2 separate regions of the Mus musculus genome follow, and region 2 is linked to region 1. The links are chromatin contacts, called in public HiChIP or PLAC-seq maps. All regions are on one chromosome and are shown on one strand. The core of a region is the stretch at or near the end of the contact, and the rest is flanking DNA. Distances in the headings are between cores, read along the strand shown. Region 1 overlaps Gm29857 (a long non-coding RNA gene). Region 2 overlaps Camk1d (calcium/calmodulin-dependent protein kinase ID).

Region 1 (2,700 bases), core at 118-2,617:
TGTTAGCGTTCTCTCCGCAGATGGGGTGTTTTAAGGCCATCAGGCAAGGATCAACTGCCAAGCATCTGACATGGAGAAGCCAATCTGCCGCCTATCATAATTCCATGGCTTTCTCGTCTGAAACACTGAGTCTTTGGGGGCATCGCGACACTATAAAAAAGCATGCTTGGCTTCTTTAAATGTTCTGATTACAACTCCTCTAAAACGCTGCAGAGACACACACCGGAAGCTGGCACCCCAGCTTTGGTGACTGTGGGTAACCCAAGTTTACTAAATCAACCCCTGGTTTAAAACAGACATGCATACACACACACACACATACACACATATACACACACCACTTATGCTTATGTTAATGACAGAACTTTTGCTAAACTACTTCAGATTAGAAGAAATATTTAGTGTAAGGACTCTATTACAAGGCCACATTAAATGAAAAACTAAAGCCAGAACCAGTTTAACACTGATCAACTTTACAAAATAATGCAAGTGAATAGGACCCTCTGCCCATTTTTTTGCAGTATGTTTTTGTTTATAAGCAATATGTATTTTGATTGAGTCCTTGGTTATCTTTACAAAGTAACCATTTCCCTCAGCTCAAGCATACTGTGCAGATTCTCCTTATCAGGCATTTCCTGGGAAAGAGAAAATTGGGGGAGGGACACACACACAAATTTTCCATAATCCTAAACTTACCTTCTAGCTTGGGACACAGTCAATGAACACATCTGTTACTGTACCACTTTACCAGAACAAAAAAACAAAGGCTTTAACTTTCAAATTACACAACCACAAAGATCAGTTGGTAGGGTTTAATGTGTGTGACAAATCAAGAGGAAGACAATTTGGCCAACCCAGGCCAGTTGAAAATAAGAGCTGGGATTTGAACCTAAGTTACATTGTAGGTCTAATTTGGCAACAACAAGATGAGTGATTAAGATCAAAGACAGCCTGCCAAGCTGGATGAAATATTTGTTTAGTTTTCTTAAAAGCATCAAAGCCATAATGAGATAGTGAAGAAACACCAGCCAAAGTCAAGAAGACAAAGCAGAAGCAAGTTATTCCTGCTTGAGGACCTTCCAGCCTAAGGCATCAGTCAAGCCCAAAGAAAAGCAAGTTGGAGACGAGCTCTTCATTTGATAAGGGAATAAAAACTCCAACGCCAGGAACAAAGACCAGGGTCAAACCACTGCAAACTTTAAGTCAGGTCCTCTGAGTTCAGAGACATTTATTTTACATTCATTTTTAAAGACACTCCCCACCCAGACCTGGCAATGAATCAGCTCCTGGACTACCACAGGAATTCAGCTGTTAATTCATGAGTGAATGATTCAGAAGACAAAGAGAGGCAACTCTATGAAGTATCTGTCAGGAACATTGACTACCAGGAAGGTCTCCCAGACAAGGGATCGGCAGTTGAGGAATTACCTCTTGACCTACAAGTACAAAGCAGAGCACAAACTAGAAATAGTCTGTGGTGGTTTGTACATGCTTGGCCCAGGGAGTGGCTCTAGTCTGTGGTGGTTTGTATATGCTTGGCCCAGGGAGTGGCTCTAGTTTGTGGTGGTTTGTACATGCTTGGCTCAGGGAGTGGCTCTAGTTTGTGGTGGTTTGTATATGCTTGGCCCAGGGAGTGGCTCTAGTTTGTGGTGGTTTGTACATGCTTGGCCCAGGGAGTGGCTCTAGTCTGTGGTGGTTTGTATATGCTTGGCCCGGGGAGTGGCTCTAGTCTGTGGTGGTTTGTATATGCTTGGCCCGGGGAGTGGCTCTAGTCTGTGGTGGTTTGTATATGCTTGGCCCAGGGAGTGAGTCTGTTAGGAGGCGTGGCCTTGTTGGAGTAGGTGTAACCTTGTTGGAGGAAGTGTGTCACTGTGGGCATAGGCTTTGAGACCCTCAAATGAAGATGTAGAGCTCTCTGCTCCTCCTGGACCATGCCTGCCTGGATGCTGCTGTGCTCCCACGGTAATAGACTGGCCATGTTTAGTCTACTACTTTCTCTCCCTGCTCTGGATTGTACCCTCCCCAGTATCTACAATAAAAACTTTGTCAACCATACCTCAGAGTGGTCATGTCCTCACTTGATACTTTAGTTCTGAAACCCCCACTTTTATACAGGACTAAGAGTTCAAAAAATGAGTTAGCCAGATATTCTCATTCAAACCAGCACAAGAGGCTGACTCCTAGTAAACAGAAAAACTCATAATTTCTTTAATTCCCCCCCATGATACATTATTTGTGGCAGTATCTAAAACTACAAAAAAAAATATTGTCAAAGGGATCTGGGGCTTAACTCATTGGCAGAATATTTGCTTGGCATATTCAAGGCCATAGGTTCAATCCTTAACACTTCCCCCCAAATTAATTTAGGATGCAAATAGACTTACATGAAACATACGATTTTATACAAAACTAATGTAAGACTCTGATGAGCCTTAACTAGCAGGGACCCCCCCCCCCCCCCAAGTGAACAACAGAGAGCCAGGGATCAATGCAAAGGCAAAAGGAATTTATTGTTCCAGTGCACTGGGGTTGCCCTGTACCTGAAAGAGGCGACCACCCTGGGTGGCCCATTTGGAGAGGGTTTTTATACAGTTTCCAGGGGCGGCAGAGAACATCAGCAACTAGGCACAATATGACTGGCAGAACAGAGCACCCTTTAAACTGATTGGTCTTTAGTAAATGAGGTAATCAGCCTTTCCC
Region 2 (2,700 bases), core at 143-2,642, 88 kb before region 1:
CAAGAGTTCCTGAGAGGAATTTCACTTGGTCTGGAGCTCTCGGGGCGAAGCCGAGCTGGGTCAAGCTTGAGAAAAACAGCTTTATTGCTGGGAGGTGGAAGCCAAACACTCTCCAGCCCAGCACGCCCACCTTATAGACGGCATAAGTGGGCCTCACTCCGTTCCTCCTCCTGCCCAAGATCCAGATGGCAGGGATTTTATAATATGACCTTCGGGGCTGCACAACAGTGGGAGGAACATCCCTGGATAGCAGAAAGCAGCGTGGGCATCTATCTCAGCTAGTGGAGGTGAGAGCAACTTCATGGCACACACAGTGGTGTATTTGTGTATCTCATGTGTTTGTGAGTAGGTCCAGAGTGCTCTGTCGTGAGTACATGGAGCACACAACCCAGGCAGTTCTTAGCTGACAACAGAACCAAGTCTGGTCAGTTCTACAGCAGCCTGTCCTCTCTTCATCTGAAAGCCAGAGTCCCGGGCCTTTTAGTCGTCCCAGATACTGGTGCGAACCCAGAGGACAGATGGCAACTCTCAGAGAAGGCAAAGACAAAGCCATCTTAGGGTCTTCATAGGAGAAAGCTGGAGTTTCTCAAGCAGAGTGGCTGATACATTCATTGTTCTTCTCCTGAAACCTTCTGTCTGCTCAGAGAGACACAGGCTATTAGGAATACTCAGAAATTCCAAGTCTTCCAGGGTGTTACACACTTGTAGAAAATTCCAAATACATGTGTATATGTGTGCATACATATATGTATGTGTGTGTATACTCACACACAGAAGAACAACAACATATACCAGAGAAGCTTCAAGAAAAGCAAGGTTACTTAAGTTTGTAAACCTTTGTCATCTCAAGACTAATGCAGAAACCCCACTGGCAACAATGTCCTACCAGACTTAGGAGGAAAAAAGGTAATTCATAAAATAATGGTAAACACTGTTGAAAGTGGGCCATCCATTGAGGCACGGTCTGAAAAGGACCCTTATGTCACACTTCCCTGACCTCAATTGCCGGAATGCCATCTTTTCAAAAATTCCATCAACGTGATTTTCAACTAAGCCTGAAAAAAGTCATCCGTTCAATTCTTCACTGCTGAGTGAGAAGCTATATGGAGTTCAGCGTGATCGAAATCACAACGAAAGGAAGACAGACCTCGAGCTGTGTCATGGTAAAGCAGCCCTGGTGGTCACTGCTCACACGGCAAGAAACTCATAACACAGCAAATACCTACACTATAATTCCTCAGAAACAGAAGAACAGCTTGTCCACTCTTGGGATTTCCTGCAACCAAGGAATAATAGAGACTCTATTTTTGCTTTGTGGTGTGTCTGTGTTTTCTCTGTTGATTAAAACTGAATCACTTTCTGGCTGCATTGAGAGTCCACCAAGGCCCACTGGGGAGTCAGCTATTGGTTCAGTGCTCTGTGCACTAGGAAAACCTTGGGTCTGACTCATTCCTAATGTGCACCCTGCCTGCTGTCAATAAAACCTGTGGAAAAGTCAGGAAACAGGACTTGGCTCTGGGTGTCTGGTATATTTTCCCATTTTTCATAGTAACTTGGAAAACATTGCTACCCAACACTGGAAAATGTTACAGCCTGTTAGCAACAGGTACAGGAATAACCCTGTTGGCAACAGGTACAGGGATAACCCTGTTGGCAACAGGTACAGGGATAACCCTGTTAGCAACAGGTACAGGGATAACCCTGTTAGCAACAGGTACAGGGATAACCCTGTTAGCAACAGGTACAGGGATAGATAACCCATTTCTGTTCTTGAACCTGCCAAGTGGCCCTAGGCTAGAAACATCATTTTATTGGATTTGGTTTTCTCCAGATTGTCTTTTATTTATTAAAAAATAATAATAATTAATAAGAAAGGAGGTAGAGTCAGGTATTCATGAGATTATGCCCGTCAAGTATTAAGGAAACTAGATTCAAGGGCCAGAGTCTTGGTCAAAGAAGTATTACTATGCAAACATGATGAGCTGGGTTTAACATAATAACTCACATAAAAATCTGGGTGTGGTGATGTGCACTTAGACTGCAAACACTGACAAGGCAGAAACATGTGAGTCCCAGGCACTTCAGCCAGCCATTAACATCAGACGTCCCTATGTGTGTGCACACGTACGTCTGAACTGCAAGTGGGGGGTGGATTAAAACTATCAAAGTTCAGTTTACAGCTCTTCTCAGAGTTTTACAAAATGGCAATGCTGCAAACCGATGACCTCTTGCTATCTTTCTTTTTTTTTCTTATTAGGTATTTTCTTCATTTACATTTCAAGTCCCCCATACCCTCCCCCCCCCCCTACCCCCTACCCACCCACTCCCACTTCTTGGCCCTGGCGTTCCCCTGTACTGAGGCATATAAAGTTTGCATGACCAATGGGCCTCTCTTTCCAGTGATGGCCGACTAGGCCATCTTCTGATACATATGCAGCTAGAGTCAAGAGCTCCGGGGTACTGGTTAGTTCATATTGTTGTTCCACCTATAGGGTTGCAGACCCCTTCAGCTCCTTGGGTACTTTCTCTAGCTCCTCCATTGGGAGCCCTGTGATCCATCCAATAGCTGACTGTGAGCATCCACTTCTGTGTTTGCTAGGCCCTGGCATAGTCTCAAAGTTAGGTCAAAGGGAGACCTTGAGGCTCAGTTAATCAAGAAAAACAAGCACAGGGAAGCAGTCAGCTGTTGTTCCATACAAG

What was found. HiChIP or PLAC-seq counts read pairs in DNA pulled down with a chosen protein or histone mark.
Region 2: an HNF4G HiChIP or PLAC-seq map of pancreatic cancer cells shows a contact between it and region 1. The contact joins two enhancer-like sites. A contact is called at or near these places in 2 of 484 Hi-C or Micro-C datasets (the C2C12 cell line and uterus) and 3 of 115 datasets of contacts at active chromatin or transcription factors (double positive thymocytes, embryonic stem cells and pancreatic cancer cells).

What each region holds. Positions count from the first base shown.
Region 1 is chr2:5,732,549-5,735,248 of GRCm38.p6, forward strand. The region is part of intron 1 of Gm29857 (a long non-coding RNA gene); the gene reads left to right. Among named protein-coding and RNA genes, the nearest start is that of Gm29857, 5.9 kb to the left of the region's middle. Within about 2 kb of position 1,368, at least 23 of the 459 cell types and tissues checked have an H3K27ac peak or open chromatin away from gene starts, as enhancers often do. A contact at or near this core is called in the C2C12 cell line and pancreatic cancer cells, where this site is marked.
Region 2 is chr2:5,644,444-5,647,143 of GRCm38.p6, forward strand. All of the region lies in intron 1 of Camk1d (calcium/calmodulin-dependent protein kinase ID), which reads right to left. Among named protein-coding and RNA genes, the nearest start is that of Camk1d, 69 kb to the right of the region's middle. Within about 2 kb of position 1,393, at least 33 of the 459 cell types and tissues checked have an H3K27ac peak or open chromatin away from gene starts, as enhancers often do. A contact at or near this core is called in the C2C12 cell line and pancreatic cancer cells, where this site is marked.